Linked DNA regions of Sus scrofa: region 1 is linked to region 2. The links are chromatin contacts, called in public Hi-C maps. All regions are on one chromosome and are shown on one strand. The core of a region is the stretch at or near the end of the contact, and the rest is flanking DNA. Distances in the headings are between cores, read along the strand shown. Region 1 has its middle 21 kb from the start of MYOM2. Region 2 holds the start of CLN8 (CLN8, transmembrane ER and ERGIC protein).

Region 1 (4,016 bases), core at 1,226-3,725, 220 kb before region 2:
ACCCCGCTGGCACGGCCCCCTCCCCTCCTGGTCCACACTGGCCTGCAGGGGCTGCAGTGGTCCTACAACACACCTGTGCTTCTGTGATGCTTCATTTCAGGTGTCAGCTCTATGGCCTGGCCCAGATGCCTGATTAAACACAGTTACTGGGTGGTCTGGTGGCACCACCCAATCCCCCCAGGACGGAAATGCACTGGGTAAAGCACCCCCTGCCCTTCAGGCTCCCGGGCCCTCAGATTCAGGGCAAGGGAAGAGGTCGACACAGAGGCCCCCAGGCCTCCGGCCTCCAGCTGCACCACCCACCAGCTATCCCGGGCGCCTCTAGGGCTCCTCAGCCTCCAGCATCATGGGAGCAAATACCTTATGACAGACGTTTTCTAGAAATAGAGATGTAAGTCTGGACAGAGATTTGCATATAGACAGCAGTCACAAACAGTCATCTCCATGTCCACATGGCTGTCGGGATCTCCACAGCTGGACCTCCTCCTGGCCTGTCTCCCTGAGACACCCCCCCCCCAGGAGCCCCCTGACTTCTAACCAAAGATGATGCTGGCTGTGTGATACAAACATCCCAGGAGCAGGAGAGGAGGCCAGGCAGGTGGGCACAGAGGGGCAGCCAATTAAGACCCTTCCTGTGGCCCCTGGAGGACATGTGTGTGTCTGCGTGTGTCGGCCCATGTGTGTGTATCTGTGTGTCTGTATGTGTGTGTCTGAGTATCTGTGTCTGTGTGTGAGTATGTCTGTGTTTCTGTGTTTGTGTCTCTGTGTGAGTCTGTGTCTGTGTGTATCTGTATTTATGTGTCTGTGTGTGTCTATGTATGCCTGTCTGTGTGTCTGTATTTGTGTGTCTGTAGGGGGGGATAACTGCTCACCCCCACTTTGTGTGATAAGCTCTGATGTTGGTTATTCTGCTCTATTTCAATCCATAGGTGCAGCTGCATCCCAGCAGATTGATTTCCTGATGCATGAGTCACACCTGAGGTCTGGAAACACTGATGGGTAAGGCAGCTGATTCCTGCTGGCGTTTCTGGGGCTTAGAAAGTGCCTGGCCATGTGGGGCGGGACCAAGTACTGGCTACCCAGAATGAGAAAAACAAAAACAAGCAGCAGTTGGAGGTGGGCAGGGGCATCCTGGCAGCTCCCCCCTCCCCCACGACCCCGCAGTTTCTGGAATCTCAAATCTCATCTGACGCAGTCCACATCCAGTCCGCTGAGGACTGGGGGCTCTCTGCTTCCTGCCAAGGGGCAGCCGAGGGCTGAGTCCCACTGTGTCCCCCACCTGTGCTGAGCCCTGGTTCATGGGAAACAAAGCAGAGGGATGGGGGTGGAGGAGGCAGTCAGGGGCCTCTGGTCTTTGATGCTTGTCCCTCAGGATGTCGAAGTCACTGATGAGTTTGCTTTTCTCCCGCAAGATGGTTCTAACCACCCCCCCTTCCCCGCTTGGTCCCTGCTCCTGAGGGGGCAGAAGATCACCCACCCTGCACTCAAGGGTCTCAGGGCTCTGTTGCGGTCACAGCCCTCCGCCCACAGGTGCTGAGCACCTGTCTTGCTCACTCACAGCATTGTCCTCCCTGCCTCAGCTTCATGGGGACACATCGTGGGGATGGGTGGACAGCCCAATGGCCTTGGCACAGGCACCCTCACTGCATCCCGCTCCTCCATCCACTAGTGCCCAAGGCTGAGGACCTTCTGAAGGCCCATCGCGCGTCAAAGGCAAGACCCAAGGGGCCCTCTGGAAGCACTGGCCCCCATGACCTTGTCTCCCCTCCCGTCACCTCCCATGCTCCCCACAACCACGCCAAGCCCACAGCCAGCCCTGCTCAGCCACCTGCCCATCCCTCGCTTGTCTGGCTTGCCACCAACAGCAGTCCCCCAGCTACGGCGTCCCGGGGTCTGTCCTGCACTGGGCTTGGGACTGCCTTCTCCAGGAAGCCCTCCCTGACCCTCAGGACCCCAGTCATACCAGCGGCGGGGGCACAGCTGTGCTAGGCCTGCTCATGCTCATGGCACAGCAGGAACTCAAGAACTGCTGAAATAACTGCTCCTACTTCCGCTTTGATAGGATCCTTCCCTTCCTAGAATCCGAATAGCCATTTGAGTTTAATGCATTTGAACGGGGCCAAAGAAAGTATCAGAAACGATTAGTGACTGGACGGGGCGGGGGTGGGGACCAGAGCCAAGGCTTAGAGAAGGACCTTGCTGACACGCTCACAAACTCCCTGGACTGCGACTTTGTGGCAAAGGGACACAGAGATCGACATCAAAGAAAACCCTTTAACCACTAAGGAGAGCTGTGAGGAATTAACAGCTTCCTCTTGCTTTTCTCTACTGTGGTCCCTGCTCTGGGAGCAGTTGTCGCATTTGCTCCTGGATGCCATCCCGCTGGAACCGAGGAAACACGAGGAATTCAGACCAGAGCCCACAGTAAGAAAGAGCCTTTGTCTGTCCTTTGTTCCCACAGCCGCTTTCACACACACAAAGGCGGCCGTGGACACTGCTCTGCTGTGTCCCTGCCCTGGGTGTTTACAGACAGGGTCTGTGACCAGCAAGAGGGGATGGGACGCGCCATGTGTGCAGAACAGTGCCTGGCAGATCAGGGCGTCGGCTGTAAAGTCCTTCCAAGGAGGAGGACACTGAGGATGAATGGCAGAAAAGTGCAGAAGAAATGGAATGGGAACTGCCGGTGAGGTCTGCACACGAGACATGCTGCGGTCCTGTCCCCGCCCCAAGCCAGCTGCCCTGAAGGTGCTGATTTTGCCCCGAAGGTGCCCTGCCTTGGAGGAGATTCCAGGACTCTGCGCCCTGACAGAAACTGAGATTTACTGCCATCCCTACGTCTGGTTACCATGGCCTTGGGCTCCGCCAGCCACAGCTCACAAAGGCTGCCGTCCTGGGCCTTTCAGACCCAAATTGAAGCTGCTTTTAGAGCAGCAGACGTGACCACATCCTCCTGTAAGTTCCCTCTAGCATCCCAAAGTTTCATTTGCAGAGTAAACACGCTCTAAATGGCCACAGCTGTTGTGCAGCTTTGCGCTGGCCACGGAGGCCTCGGTCTTGACCTCCCACATCCCAGGAACGCCGGCTGAAGGAAAACAGCCTTCGTGACCCACAGACCCGATATCAAGTTACTCCTACATTATCCAGAGGGGCCCGTGGTCTAAAACCCAGGAGGAAACAGGGCAGCCTGGCTTGGCGTGTGCAGTACATTTCAATGATGACACAATGCTGAAACCGCGGCAAAGGATGTGATGTATATTTTTCAGATATTAATTTTTTTTCTTAGATCATATGTGCAAGCCCAATTATACCATCACTGCTCAAATTTTAGAGCATTTCCAAATTATGCCATGGAAGTAGAAGATGTTATCGGAATGCATAAGAAAGGTTAATATCGAATTTGCAGAAAAGGCGTGGGGTTGGACTTGAATCTCACTGGTCTCTGAGCATTGCCCCCAACAGGGCTGCCTGTTCTGCCCAAGGACCCCACAGCTCCATCCAGACTTCAACACCAGGACTGTCCGCCAAACTCCAACAGGGCCACCAGCCCCTTGAAGCTGTGTCCCAGGAGGACAGACCCCAAAGAGGCCCCAGGCTGCCGGGAGAGCCCACTGTCTGTGCCAGTTGCAGCCCTGACCCTCCCAAGAGCATTTACTAACTAGAGCTGATGAGAGTGAGCTCCTCCTCTGTGTGGGGACAGCTGTGGACCTGCCACAGCCCAGGAGCATCTGTCAAGGGCCCTAGAGTCATGCCTTCCAGACAGAATCTTCAGGAAGGACAGGGCCGGGGTCCCAGGCCCTGGGGAGGGCAGAGTCCTGACTCTGGAAACTGCCACCTGCAGACACACAGCAGGCCTTGGCACCGTCCCCGGGTCCCCTGTGTCCCGTCCTGCTCCTTCAGCCTCCCTGGAAGTTGCTGTCACCTCTGTGTGAATCCCGGGGGCCCTGGCCCTTCCCACTGTGGGTAGGAACTGAAGAGACATTGTCACCACTTTAACTGAGATCCCTTGTCTGTCCTCG
Region 2 (3,845 bases), core at 930-3,429:
TTAGTGTCTTATCTAGAGAAAGAAATGCAGATGGATTAAGGTCCAACACTGCAACAAAGACTCAGGTGAGCCAGAGCAGAAGCAGGGACACCCCACCACCACCACCCCAGGGCCATCAAGAAACAGAAACAACTCCCTATAAAAACCCAACACTTGTCACCCTTTAAACCCTATAAACACGCCCTATTCCCATCTGTTTTAATCCTCCTGGTTACACCCCTTCCTACACCGCTGCAGCACAGAGGTTCTGGGTCTGACCTGTCCCCATGGGTCTCCGGGACACAGGAGTGAGCTGATCCACCTGAGGCATGAGGGGACAGGGCCAGGCCTTGGGTGGGGGCTCTTCAGGGACGAGCGGAGGCGCTGTTGCCTTGGACTAGGTGGCACCCCCAGGGTGAGCCAGGCCCTGCTCTGGATGCAGCACAGACTAGGTGGGAGGGCAGAGCCCCAGTGCCCACTCCCCTTGACCAGACCCCTCTCCTTCCCTGGCACAGGGTACCCTGGGGTCACCCTGTCCTGCTGCTGCAGGCTTGCCTCCCCCCAGTCCCCAGACTGAGGGCTTCTTGTCACCTGGGGCCACTGTTGCCTTCCCTGACACGGCCGCAGACCCATGAGCACTGATGACGCTGTTCCTTCAATCCTGGTGGCTTCGAAGCTCACCATCCCAGTACCTCGGAGGTCGAGGTAGAGGAACTGTGGCCATGAGGGAGGTGATTCCCTGGGGGGCGGGGGGGGAGGCCTTGTCCCCTGACTCCCCACGTCCCATTTTCTATAAGATCTATTTACAAAAACTTCCTCTCATTCTTTTTTGTATAAGGTTTAGTGGCTTCTATTGCACCAGACCAGGCGATTTTTTTGAAATTTATTAGAGTGTCAGCCCCGGCACTACAGTAGCCAGGCAGTAGGGTCCCCAGGATGTGACCCTGGCCACCAGGGCCCCCCAGCTCTGACAAAGAAGCATCTATGAGCACCTTCTGATCACTGGTGGCTAAACTGATACAAAAGTTGGAAATATTGCCCAAAAAAGAGGAGAACTCATGCTGTTTTATGTCATGCTGAATTGCTGCTTACAAACCCCTGAGGGTTCACTTGACTTTCCAGGAGAGACAACAGTGAGACAGGCCCAGACTTCAGTCTATGAGGTTAACCTGGCAACACTGACAAGACACAAAAGCTCTCCTCTTGGCCCAAAGAAGGTAAAATCCCAAAGGCTGTGGCTCATTGCTCTCCAGTGGCATCCCTGCTCAGTCAGATAATGCAAACTGACATGTGCTCCTTATCAGCTGGACAGATGTTTCTAACATTTTGAGAGTTACACTTCGTCAGTTCAAAAAGATTTTTTCCAAGATTAAAGAAACAACATGCTCAATAAACAAAATTCAGAAAATATAAACCAGCATAAAAATACAAAATTCAAACCTAGTAATCCTCCTACCCAGCTCTAAACACTATTACTATATTGGGGGGGCGGGGTGCTGGGTCAATCCTCTTGCCAAATGTGAGCTTTTACGTTTTTTTTCTTCTTCATGAAAAACATACACGCTGCCTTTCGCCTAATTCTTTTCAGCATGATGTTCACAGTTCTCTTGTAAACCCTCTTCTCGAGGGAGTCTGTGCACAGACCACTCTGCAGTGAACATCTCTGAAGTCACCCCAGGAACTTACTGCTCAGCTCTAATAATCAGGGATAAGACGCTCGTTGACCAGTCCCTCAGCGTGCAAGACCTGGACTCTCGGAAGGGGCTGAGCTCCCAGGTGGACCAGCCGGCTGCACCCCTGCTACCGGGGCCCGGACTGGCTCCCACTCCGCTCGGATCGAGCCCCCACGCGGCTCATCGGTACACGGGCGGAACTGGCCTCTGCTCCACCGCTCACCTGTCGACGGAGCGCCAGACCGACCTGAACCTGCCCGGCTCACCTGCAGACGGCGTGACCCGCCCCCTGCCCCGCTCACCTGCGGACCGGGCGGCCGGACCGGTCCACGGCCCACAGTCAGCCCAGGCCTCCAAGCACCGCAGGCCAGACGTGGTCACGCGGGGCTCCTCCGCGCGAGGACGCGGGGTTCTGCGGTCCAAGATGAGGAGCAGACAAGACTCACACACCCACCAGCGCCCAGCGTCCACCTGCACAAAGATGGGTCACGACCCGCGCCCAAGCCGCCGCGCATGCGCATTCGGGATGGGGAAAAACGCACCGCGGCCGGACGCTACCAAGGGCGCAGCCGCGGGGGGGGGAGTGGGCTGTACCATACCGGGGGGGGCGCGGGCTGTACTGTGGGAGGGGGGCCGGATCTGCACTCGCCGCCCCTCCTCACTGGCCTGTACCGTGAGCTGGCCCGGGACTTACCCCTCCCGTCCCAGGTCGACCCTTCCGGAGCGGTGCTAAACCAGGAAGGAGTCTTCCGAGTCCACCCAGAGCTCGCGGGGGTCCCGGGGCCCCCAGGTTCGGCGACGCCTCTGAACTCACCGCCCGCGGGGACGACCCTGCGGAGGACCCTAGGAGACCCCACGGAGCCCCCTGAAAGCTCGGCTGCCAAGGTCCGCGGGAGGCCGCCCTTTCCCGGCGGTGACATTGGTCCAACCCAGCCCGCACCTCTGCAGAGGCCAGCCCAGGGCCACGGAACGAGCCTCAGGTGCAGTTTCGCTTCCTGCCCCTGTCAGCCTTGCTCCCACCACGCCAACCCTGCGCTCAGAATCCGCATTTGTGAACCGGAAAGGATCACAACGCCGGCTGGTACGGTGGGAGGATTCCGCATTAGCACCCGGAGCAGGCTGCGTGGCTCACCTGTCTGCAGAGTGTAAAAAAGGCCTTAGCTGTTTGACAGCTTGTGAAGCGCGTACTGTGGGCGGTGCAGTCAGGCCTTGCCAGCCCCCCTGGGGTAGCCCATAGCCCATGTGCAGGGCACCCGCGAGGTGCCGCTGGGGTCCTAGAGTTCACTAGTGGGTGTAGGTGCCAGGATCCAGACAGCCAGGAGCACCCTCTCCAGGCCTGACTCAGAGAGCCCGGGGCTCCACATCCACCAGCTGAAACTACCTGCTTGAGCTCCGACCTCAGGTGTGAAGAGTAGATGCAGACCTGACCCCAGGCCAGCCTAATGCTCACGTGTCCCTACAGCCTGCCCTCCCCTGATCTCACCCTGAATCTTCTTTCTTTCCTGAACTTATCACCGCTGGACACTTTGTATTTTCATGGGTTTGTTTTAGCTATTTTCTGTGTCCTCTGATTAAAATGTTAGCAGCATGGGAGGAGAATGTGGTCCTGTCACTCCTGTATCCCCAGCACTTGGGAATGTGCCTGTCACTCCTGTATCCCCAGCACTTGGGAATCACCCATGATTCACACACATCTGCTGAAAATACGGGAAATCACATGGAAAGCCTTCTTTCCTCCCTACACCCACCCTGGTGTAGGGAGACCATATGAGAGACACACAGTAAATGTACTGAGTTGGATTAAAAACGACAGCTCTGGAGACTCACTCTTGTTTTGTGTTGCTTCCCCTTCCCAAAGTCTCCCAGTGGTGAAGAGAATTTGAGGATGAAATAAGATGTTTAAATTATCAACACCTCTTGAAAACAAAGTATCAACAATGATTGTATCTTCTGATTTTCTGATTCTCATCAAGGTTCAGCTAAATCCTGAGTCTCCTGTAGAAACAGAGATCTGGTGCTCAAGGTGCTGCCACTTCCCCAGTCATTGCCCTCACTCTTGGTGTCCTCTGTGCATGCTGTGACCAGGTCCGCCTTTCAAATGAGGAACTGGGCTCAGAAAGGTGAAGTGGTGACCTGATTAGCATGCTGGCAGTAAATTTCTCAGCTTAGGTTAAGATGTTCAAGGACTGTATT

The links. Hi-C and Micro-C count contacts between places; a contact is called where the count stands out from the background.
Region 1: a Hi-C map of fetal skeletal muscle shows a contact between it and region 2, with 3 times the contacts expected there. The contact joins the enhancer-like site here to the promoter of CLN8 in region 2. A contact is called at or near these places in 1 of 5 promoter capture datasets (fetal skeletal muscle), 23 of 47 Hi-C or Micro-C datasets (adipose tissue, alveolar macrophages, blood and 15 more) and 2 of 2 datasets of contacts at active chromatin or transcription factors (alveolar macrophages and skeletal muscle).

What each region holds. Positions count from the first base shown.
Region 1 is chr15:33,506,745-33,510,760 of Sscrofa11.1, reverse strand. No RefSeq gene overlaps it. Among named protein-coding and RNA genes, the nearest start is that of MYOM2, 21 kb to the left of the region's middle. Within about 2 kb of position 2,475, at least 21 of the 83 cell types and tissues checked have an H3K27ac peak or open chromatin away from gene starts, as enhancers often do. A contact at or near this core is called in alveolar macrophages, brain, fetal skeletal muscle and 1 more, where this site is marked.
Region 2 is chr15:33,286,629-33,290,473 of Sscrofa11.1, reverse strand. CLN8 (CLN8, transmembrane ER and ERGIC protein) reads right to left here and starts at 2,179. Exons shown (of 3, transcript NM_001244565.1): 1 at 1,955-2,179. LOC110257074 (splicing factor, proline- and glutamine-rich-like) reads left to right here and starts at 2,146. Exons shown (of 2, transcript XM_021075674.1): 1 at 2,146-2,632. The coding sequence starts at 2,166.